Regions from separate parts of the Mus musculus genome. Here region 1 is linked to region 2. The links are chromatin contacts, called in public Micro-C maps. All regions are on one chromosome and are shown on one strand. The core of a region is the stretch at or near the end of the contact, and the rest is flanking DNA. Distances in the headings are between cores, read along the strand shown.

Region 1 (5,065 bases), core at 2,140-4,639, 99 kb after region 2:
TGTCCCCTCACTAGCTCAGATTCTGTTCCTAGAGCACTGAAAACTGGAAAGTGACAATCTGAGTAAAAGTATATTTTCTAATGTCAGCACAGCCCCCATTCCTTCAGTAAATCAAATTGCTCACAGTCAACCAACGCAGAAAGTCAGAGGTGTATCTAAGCATTCAGAAATCAAATCAGAATTCAGAAAGGACTCCATTCTGTTCTCCTTTGTACTGTGTACCAAGAAAAGTCACCCTGGTTATTGAAAAGGACATTCTGAGACGACACTGGGAAGAAAGCCACAGCTCTTAACTTGGGCCAGCTTGGGCTGGAGAGATGACTCAGTGCTCTTGCAGAGGACCTAGGTTTGATTCCTGCACCTGTGTGGTGGCTCACAACCATCTTCAACTCCAGTACTGGGGGCATCTATCCGATTCCCTCTTCCGGTCTTCTCAGACACCAGGTTTGCATATGGTACTCAGGCAGGCATACATTCAGGGAAAAAATGCATAGACATAAAAATAAATATATTTTTAATTTGAAAACAAAACCTTGGGCTAGAGGTTCAAGCACTAGTTGGCCTATTTCCTAAAGCTTTTAGGATAAATTAGGTGACAGCTGCTAAACTATTGGTTGATGGCCCAGAAGAAGTTCATGAGGAAGGGGACAGTAGTTAGTGACATTTTTTTTTTTTTTTTTTTTTTTTTTTTGGTTTTTTCGAGACAGGGTTTCTCTATATAGCTCTGGCTGTCCTGGAACTCACTTTGTAGACCAGGCTGGCCTCGAACTCAGAAATTCGCCTGCCTCTGTCTCCCAAGTGCTGGGATTAAAGGCGTGCGCCACCACGCCCAGCTGTGACTTTTTAAAATCACAGTTTAAACTCTGGAATTGTGCCTGTTCATGATGGTAATTTGTTTCCTTCCCATTGTATTCATATTCACTACTCTGAGACTTACAAAGATATCTGTGTTTAAATGTCTTTCTCTTTGAGTTTAGATATGAGTGAGCTCAAGAGAAGTTGCCAAGTGGAGGTGAAGTTGGGAGGAGAGACAGGTCACTCTGTCCAGGTGTTCATCTTCCCAAGTGTTTTCACTGAGGCAAGCTTGTACCTGGGCAAGAGCACGAAAGGTGAATGAGAATTATTATTTAGAAAAGAGAGAGAGACATGAAAGGGGTGACGAAGGCTAGAGATGGCTCTGTCCTTAGAGTGACTTACATTGTAACTGTGAGAACTTGACTTTGGTCCCCAGGACACATGTAAAGACATGTTGAGTATAGTGGCATATCCTTAGATTCCCAGTTTCCGGGGGGTAAAGACAGGAAGAATACACAAGCAGCTCTGTGGGTGGCCAGCCAACCTAGCTGAGCTGGTGAATTTTAAGCTAACATTGTGGACAGGAATAGAGGCATTCTGAACTTCTGAATGCTAAGCTCATGGATTGCCAAAGCTCCCTCGCAAATCAGAGTTTGGCTTCCACTTTTTCTGGCCAATTTAATCCAAACAGCTCCACTCATTTCTGCTTAATGACTTGGCTTGCAGGTTGCCAACTGTAGGGTTTGAATGCAGCTTTCAAGCTAAGCCCTTTTGCCATGATCAAGTGTTGGCAGAGCCTACAAGGAGGGTTGATTTGAACAGCCTTTGTCTCTGGGCTGAGTATCCATTACTACCTACCTGCTAGTAGACCGTTGAGGTTTGTGTGTTGCTATGCACTGTAATGCTAAATTCTACACCTGAAGGTCTAGGCTTACAAGTGCTTTATCGTGTTTACAAGCTTTTGCTGTGCAAACCTTATTCCTTGATTTAAAACAATTGGTTAAATAAAATTGGCTATGGCTAATGACTGGAGGGATTAGAAGTAGGTGGGTTTGGAGTGAACTGGTTGGGGGAGAGAGATGAGATGAGGGAGAGGGAAAGGAGGAAGCTGCCATGTCGGGGAGTGGACCATGAGCACATGGTCAGGAGAAAGAGCAAGTGTCTGGGGTTCACCTTGGAGGGAGGTAGCCAGGGCCTGCAGTTAGAAGAGGAGATTAGCTGTTACCCCCCAGTAATTGTCAAAGCCAAATAAAATAACCAGAGTCTGAGTCTCACTTGTTGGTGAGTTAGTTGGAAATGAGCTTGAATTGGTTGTACTACAGTGGACATGGGGACTTCTTAGGACTAAGTTTGATTCGGGATCCTGTCTCATGTAAAAATCCAGCTGTTATGTTGGTGATCAGTATAATCCTGTCTCACCTACAGGGAGGTTTTGTTTGGTTTATGTCACCTCACAGCCAAAGGAAAGACAAGTACTTGAACTCCTGGCTAAGAATCCCCAGGGAGCTCTGAGTTTTCACTGTTGATTAAAACAAAACCATTTTCCTTTTAGAATATTCCTAAATCACTTTTCTTTTTCAAAACCTGTGTGGCCAATTATTTTTTTTTATTACATTGACTCTGTTTAAGGTATTTAGTGTGGTTTCCTTTTTCTTGGTTGATCCCAGCTCCTCCAGATATCCTGGAAAGGTCTCTAGACAGCCTGTGGACTGCTGCTTAACTCTCTCCCTTTAGAATAACTCAATGCAGAAAATGCTTGGTAGACTCAGATGGTGACTCTGATCCATCCCAGAAGCCATGCCACCAGCGAAGCCAGGTAGAATTTAGGAAGGCCTAGGAATTATCTATCATGAGTCTATTTTTCATCCCAGATTGGGTCATTCATTCATGGATTCATCACTTCTTAATTCAAAACATTATAGAGACTGTCCATCTATGCAGAAAACATAGAGACGCAGGATATGGTCCATGACAAAGCATGGAAGCCTCTTTGGTGTCTACTCTCAACATGTCCTTTCCTATCTGCATAATGAGATGTGAAGCTTGCAGGGACTGGGTTTCTTAGGCAGTCCTTGAGGTTCCCTGGGCATACTTGACACACACATACTTAAACTCACAGCAGACACAAAAGGGTAACTGCTAGAAATGAGAGAGACATGTGAGCACTCGCCACAGTCTCTGCCATCTCTGCCTCTTCCCCAGGGACATTCACTGCAACCAATTGCTCTTGCTTGGCTCTTATTTAGCTATAGATTCAAGCCAGCTCAAGAAAACATTTTGTCAATGGGGAGAGAAAGAGCCTAGAAGAGAGGATATCAGTATGAAATCCATTATTTTTTTCAGCAATATGTTGGCTTTGGATGAAGCTTGCCTTTCAGGTTGACATTTTCCAGTGAATCTGTGATGGCCAGTCAGAGAGCTAATGATGACGTGGCATTTCTCAAATCCTTTCACCAGATGGCTATGAGGGTGATTAATCATGTTGATTGCCTCCGTCTTGGCAGCTGATGGTGGAGCTTGTGTTAACACTGCTCAATGTGGCACTGGTCTGGAGGCCTTTCTTGATCACTTTGCCCCTCCCACCCCTCCTCCTCCTATCCCTAGGGGCTGAGCTCTGAAACTGTGCAAGTGTGATAGGCAGGGCAGTGTGCAACTGGGCAGTGGCCAGGTGACACCATGCAGCTCCATTTCAGTGTTTCTCCACAGAAAACTGGGGCAAATGCATTGAGGCAAAAAGGCCATGGATGGCTCAATGCTAGGCTGTGCTGTTGAAGTCAGTCATAGACAAGACTGAGACACAATTTGGCTTCACTCAACCACACCCTCAATTTGCCTGTCATTCGTACCTCACTTACCGTTACATGCACAATGAGGGATCAATGAGACCCTCGGGATCTCTTATCCAAAATCCTTTCCAGTCCAAGTTCCTGAGTGAGAGAGTTCACGACCACAGTCGGGTTCCTCAGTTAGAGCTCTGAAGAGGCTGGCAGGTCACCAGGAATATATGTACCACTACAGCCCCTGCAGAGTATTTTCAAGTCACATGATTTGGGAGAAAATGGGGGTCCAGTGTTGTTTACTAAGATGTCTTGCCCACCATTCAGGAAGGGGTGAAAAGGGAGAACCCTCCCAGATCACCTTTTCTACTCATAGATATTGGGCATTGTGGCCTCCTTCTGGTTCAGTTGCCTGTGAAAATCATTTCATAAAGGGAATGTAGGAAGATTTAGCTCCTCAAGAAGCCTACTAGGACAAATGTATTGCCTTTTAGAAGTACTCAGCCACTCATCATGGAGATACAATGGAAAAAGCAAGCCCTCCAGGAGCCAGTCACCCACCCAAGTCCTTCCTACTGGAACTGAGATTTGAACCCAAACTCTGAAGTACACTTTTTCCTCACCACAGTGTTACTGTGCAGAAGGTTTCTAGTCTTCAGATGAGCTTCTCTTGGTAGACATGAAGTTATAGAAAGAAAACACTGTCTAGCCAGGTTTCTGCCAATGCTCAGGGCAGGAGACAGGTGTATGCCCCAGTGGTGTCAGCCATATAACACAAAGGCCCAATGGTTACTTAGGGTAGCAGCACCTTGGGGTGACCTGAGAATCAGTTTCCTGTGCTGTGGGCATGTTCAGAAGGCTAAATGGAAACATCTCTGTGTCTGGCCTCTCAGCCAGACTTAATAATTCGCTTGTATAACCTCTGGGTCTCCTCTTGGTGGCCCAAAGTGGTCAGATTTAAGAGCTTTATGGACGTCCTGCTATGTTTAGTCTCTCCCCGGGACTAACTATTTCTCTAATCCAGATGGTATGTTTACCACACACACATCCTGCAAGGCAGGGCATGGTGTTAGCAAGAACAGCTAGCAAACCACAACACTCGCTCACGTTACCAGAAGAGCCTGGGACAGGAAGCAGGTAGATCCCCTCCTCCCACGAGTCTGGTCTCACCTCCCTTCCTGGGCTTTGTGGTGATAGTGCTCCTTTCTGTCCCCTGGAAGCCAAATTGAGGCACCTCAGGGAACACACAGGCCACATATTCAGTCCCACAGCACTTCTGCTTCCTCCTCCTCCAATGTAGGAGGAATCATGATTTCTCTTCCTCTCTTCTCAGTCTTTCTTTCTACCTTGTTCTCCCTCACTTCCAAGATTTAGTCTTCCCCCAGGTCTCTCTTTCTGGGCTTATTTATGCCAGCCTATTCCAAGGTCCATGCTTAAGAGAACATATCAGGTTCTAGTTTTAAAGGAGTTAGGAAGAAACCCAAGGTGACCAC
Region 2 (5,261 bases), core at 1,884-4,383:
TTCTAGCTACCCAGTTTGCTCTGGGGATTTCCTGCCTCTGCCTCCTGTGCTGGGATTACAGGTGGGGTGTCATACCTGCCTGAAATGTTTGTGGGTGCTAGGGATTTAGATTCAGCCTTCATGTTTGCTAGCAAGTACTTTATTGGCTCGGCCATCTCCCTGGACCCAATCCGAGTTTGAAAAGATTATTTTCCCAACATAGCGAAGTTGGTGAAAATTACTGTATCGTTTCCATTTTATAGAGGAGATGTTTGCGGCAGAGGGAAGATGAAGGACTGGCTGAAGCTTGGCTGCCCCTGAGCAGCAAGGCTGTATTTCAGTGTGAACCATCTTAGCAGAGGTGCAGCATTCTATGCCATTTGTGTCATCCTTAGCGCCTCTGTCCGACGTGGAGTGTGACCATGGAAGAGCCTTCCACTGATCCATTGGGAAAGCTCTGGAAAGCTATAAACCCATTGATTTAAATGTGACACACCCAGTTGGGTTCACATCTGTGGCATCCCACCACCTCTCTAACTTCACTACAGGGTCTAGAAGGGGCCACATGTGGCCCCTGAGCACTTGAAATAAGTTTGGAACTGAAAGCTTTATTTAATTTAGCTTTAAACATGCATAGACACATAGGGCCACTGGAATTGCTGGACAGTGCAGTTCAGGGTAGCTCTTAGAAGACACCCCTTGAGAGTCGTGATGCAAGGAAAATTTGTTCTTCTTTCATTTGTGTGTGTGTGTGCGCGCGCGAGATATATATATATCTATATATATATATATGCATATACTTGCATACAGAGGCCAGAGCACAGCCCGTGGGGGTGTTCTTCAGATCTTGTCTACCTTTATTTTGAGACAGAGTCTCTCTCATTGGATTGGCACTCACCCAAGGCTAGCTTGGCTGGTCAATGACCCCAGGAAGCTAGCTCGCTACCTGTCGCTGCCTCCTCGGCTCTGGGATTATAAACGTGTGTTGCCACATGCCACAGCTTGGGTTTTGTTTTTTAATGTGAGTAGTAGGGCTTGAAATCAGGTCCTCTTGCTTGCCAGACAAGCACTTTAATGGCAGCCATTTCTTAGGCCCGGGGAAGATTTCTTTGTTCATGCTCTGTAAAGGGAGTTGTTCTGTTTTCTGCTTAAAACTGATAAGCATAAACACATCACAATTGAGTGTCTATACTTCAGTAAGTCTTGTCACATGTCCACCAGGCTCTAGGTACTCACAAGTTCTCCCAAGCACCTGTCTCCATTTCCAGCACCTCTGCTATTCATCATCTGGATTATTTCTACCTGTCAGGGCATGGTTGAATGTGTTCCTCTTCATACAACCCTCTGACTCTGTCTCATGCCCTTCTCAGTTCCAAGATGAAATGAGTCTCTCTCCCAGTGTCCCCACAGTCTCATTGCATATGGCTGATCATTCAGCTCTAGGGGAGACAGGCAGTGTACTGTAACATGCTGAGGGCTCTGACAGAGAATATAATGACTTGAACAAGAGACGTTCCCTCACAGGCTCATGTATTTGGATGCTTGGTCCCCAGTAGGTGGTACTGTTCGGGCAGATCGTGGGACTTTTAGGAGGTAGAGCCTGGCTAAAGATGGGCTTTGAAAGTTTATAGTGTTACGCTACTTCTCTATCTATCTGTCTGTCTGTCTGCCTGTCTGTCTGTCCCTCCATCTTTGCTCTTTGTGCATGGTTGAAGTGTGATCAGCCAGCTTCTTCCTACCCTGCTTTTCCCACCATTATGAACATCTAGCTTTCTTAAACCCTAAGCCAAAAGAAACCCTTCCTTTTTTTTTTGTTTTGTTTTGCTTTGTTTTGTTTTTAGAGACATGTTTTCTCTGTGTAGCCCTGGCTGTCCTGTAACTCACTCTGCAGACCAGGCTGGCCTTGAACTCAGAAATCTGCCTGCCTCTGCCTCCCGGGTGCTGGGATTCAAGGTGTGCGCCACCACTGCCTGGCAAGAAACCCTTCCTTAGGTCACTGTGTCCCTGGTATTTCAGTGCAGTAACAGAAACATAACTAACACCGAGAATGATACAGAAACTCTGGAAAGCCAAAGAAGGTCATGCTGGAACCTGGGTTATCGGAGGAACATTGGCAGAATAGTGAGTTCAAGGACATGTTGTGGGAAGACCTTTGAGAGAAGATCTGCACAGGAGCGTGGAGAGCCCAGAACACACGAGGTGTTGAATAAAACCAAGGCTTTCGTTCAAAGCTCTTTCTAAAGAGATTCAAAGCTCGGTTAGAGTAAAGTGTGGAAAATCTCTCTCCCTTGGGAACTGAAGATCGGAGGCCACCATGCAGTAAGTATTGAGCAAGCACCTGCCATGTGGTTAGTGCAGTGTGGGATGCCGTGGTGCTCCAGCTGTCGGTAGAAGCAGGTGCTTTTGAAGGAAGCATATGATTCTATTAGAGAAATGGGACTGTCACTTACAATTGACAGAAATATGAATGAGCAGCACATGTAGCCTTAGAGATTGTGCACATTAAACTGTGCAAAGAGAATGGACTCACTCTTGGGCAAGAAACCAGACAGCACCTATCCAAAGACTGTGTTAAAGCATTTCCCCAACTCTACTGCCCCACTTTTCAGGACAGCACATCCCAACCTGTTTGTAGTGTAGGCATTAATTTACTTAGCCAAACAAATTTCCACCTTAGTTGAATTACTTCTTTGAGACAAGCAGTGAGGGGGAAGAGCCTTACCCAGTAACATATCAGGGATCCAGAATGGACAAGCCCTCGCCTAGCAAAGACAGAACACTGGAATCAGTGAGATGGAATGGGTGGACATCTGAGATGCTATTGTCCTTAGGCAGCTGAGTAGCCGTCCTTGAACTTCTGTAAGCACAGCCTTACCTGCCACACATACCTCTGGACTAAACTCATGGTACATTCTCTGCTTCTGATACACTGACCTGAGTCTTATGCTATGTGCTTCGCAAGTGAGGGGCACAGAGATGGGTCTAGTGTGGACACCTCTCACCCCACGCTCAGCCCCAGATTCCCTTTTCAGGCAGAGGGAAGCTTGGGCTGAGTCATCTCAGTGATGAATGTTGTAGTCACTCTAGGGAGGTGTCCCCAGCTGCCCTGCTGGAGGGCAACCAAGTGAGTAACCCTGCTGATATCACATGGTACTGGAATGGCGCTGGCTTGTGGCTGTGCCAAGCTCATGGCCATGAACGAGGCTGTTCAGTGAACTCTCACACCCCAGAGGGGGTTAGGGTTCTGCCTTGGGGGATCTTATAGATCCAGCAGCTTGCAGAAGAGTTGCTTATGACCCAGTAGAAACTGACGGTGACACAGTAAGACAGTTCCCAGAGAAATTTAGGGGAAAGAAAAAATGCTGCCTGGGAATTTCTACTCCTCTCCCTAGACAATTGCCCTTTTCCCCACATTTCCTTGACCTCCTTAACACAGCTGTGGCTGACGTAGAAGTGCCAGCAGCGTTCCTACCCAGAGCAGAGTGGGGAAATAACAGGCTTAGATTGATGAAAAGTCTCTGCATCACGTGACCAGAACTCTCCCTCCATGTTGGTCCCAGGTACTGGATTCTGAATGCTCTGTATAGGAGATGCAGCCCCCGTGCTGTAAGCAGGCTCACTCCGAGGGAACTTTATTTCCATCTCTTGTATTAGTGATAGTGACATTTGGTTATTTGCTCTGGTCTTCAGACTGTTCTATCAACTCGATCTTCCATGTCATGAAACTCTCGCTCACGTTTCCGAATCTTCTATATGCTCACGTGCTTTTCCTTCTTCTTTTCTCCTTTCTCCACCTCTCCATTCTTTCTCCCTTTCCCAAGTTAGAAATTTTATTGACATTATTTTAATAGAGGCTTGAGCATGAGGAGTAACGGAGGTGCTAAGAGGAAAGTCAGGCATGTTTTCTTTCATTAGCCACCACATGGAATAGTCTGTGTGTACTCCTCTCTCTGTGTGTGTCCTCCTTCACACCATTATTTCCCATAGCCTTTGTATGGTTAAGGGATCAGGTTAGAACCAGAATTTTTATGCTAAGAGACAGGCATCAGTAGGAGGTCATAGGAGATCACTTGTCCCAGTGTTCTGTCAGGTAGCAGCCTAGAGGTTGCCATTTCCATCATAAGGTCATTCTCATCTCTAGTGTTACCTGTAAAGGCCAAGACTGTCCTGGCTCAGAGGTTGGGGAGTGGGAAGCAGGAAGCCCTGGGTGTTAGAGGGACGATACATTAGGATGTGTTTTGGTAAACATGGCTTTGACTTTGTAAAGTCAAAAATAAGGAAAGTCCCTTTCCTTGTTTCCTTTTTTGTTTTGTTTTTTGGGGGGACATGGTTTCTCTGTATATCCCTGGCTGTCCTGGAACTCACTCTGTAGACCAGGCTGGCCTCGAACTCAGAAATCTGCCTGCCTCTGCCTCCCACGTGCTGGGATTAAAGGTGTGCACCACCACGCCCAGCCTCCTCGTTTCCTTTTTCAACCATTTCAACCATTTTAACCATAAATCCTCCTGTATGTTCTGGACAGCTTATTGATCCAGGACAACGTGTGTATGAACTACTTATCTTACAGATGGGTAGATGATGACTATAGTCAACAGGCAATTGGTAATAGAATGTGATTTAGGAGATTAGATCTTCTGATCTTCTGCCAGAGAACCTTCCAGAACAGAAAACATATCTAAAGCCTCTCTCACACATGCACACTTACACCAGGGATACATGGTTTGATTGATACACACAATATTTTGATGTGGGAGGGAGGAAACCCGGGTTCCCCGTCAGCCCCAAAGAGCTCTGAGGGGAGCCATTTTTCTCAGCTGCAACAGAATCAAAAATGTGGTCACCTTCCAAAGATGACTTCCAGCAGTTCTCTAAGCGCCACAATTCTGAAATCCTGAATTCCTAGAACTAAGAAAATTGTCACAGATCAAAGAAGACCATAGTCTTGGGTTATTTCTGTCTTTCCAGGTGCTAGCTGCCTGCTTCTGGAAAGGCCATAGCAGTATTTTCTAGGTTCCTCTCTGTAAGTAGTTATAATAGAAAGTAACACCAAATATCCTATTTGAACATGACCATGGATCCCCAAATATCCCATGACATCACTTTGTAACTAGCTGCTCAAGGAAATAACCCAGAAGTGGAAACATAGTTTGGCAGTAAGCTTGACTTTCACCACCTGATGTTCTGCTCCAATGATCTACTATCTGATACTATCCCACCTGGGCAGTTCACCCATTAACTTTCACTAAAATACTGGTACAATGGAATGAATGAATCACTCTGGT

Evidence for each region. Hi-C and Micro-C count contacts between places; a contact is called where the count stands out from the background.
Region 1: a Micro-C map of brown adipocytes shows a contact between it and region 2, with 2.6 times the contacts expected there. The contact joins two enhancer-like sites. A contact is called at or near these places in 1 of 484 Hi-C or Micro-C datasets (brown adipocytes), 2 of 115 datasets of contacts at active chromatin or transcription factors (large pre-B cells and pancreatic cancer cells) and 3 of 9 other capture datasets (adipose tissue, liver and pancreatic islet).

Annotation. Positions count from the first base shown.
Region 1 is chr1:184,001,167-184,006,231 of GRCm38.p6, forward strand. No RefSeq gene overlaps it. Among named protein-coding and RNA genes, the nearest start is that of Gm39725, 9.6 kb to the right of the region's middle. Within about 2 kb of position 3,390, at least 87 of the 459 cell types and tissues checked have an H3K27ac peak or open chromatin away from gene starts, as enhancers often do. A contact at or near this core is called in adipose tissue and brown adipocytes, where this site is marked.
Region 2 is chr1:183,902,443-183,907,703 of GRCm38.p6, forward strand. No RefSeq gene overlaps it. Among named protein-coding and RNA genes, the nearest start is that of Gm34130, 32 kb to the right of the region's middle. Within about 2 kb of position 3,134, at least 109 of the 459 cell types and tissues checked have an H3K27ac peak or open chromatin away from gene starts, as enhancers often do. A contact at or near this core is called in adipose tissue and brown adipocytes, where this site is marked.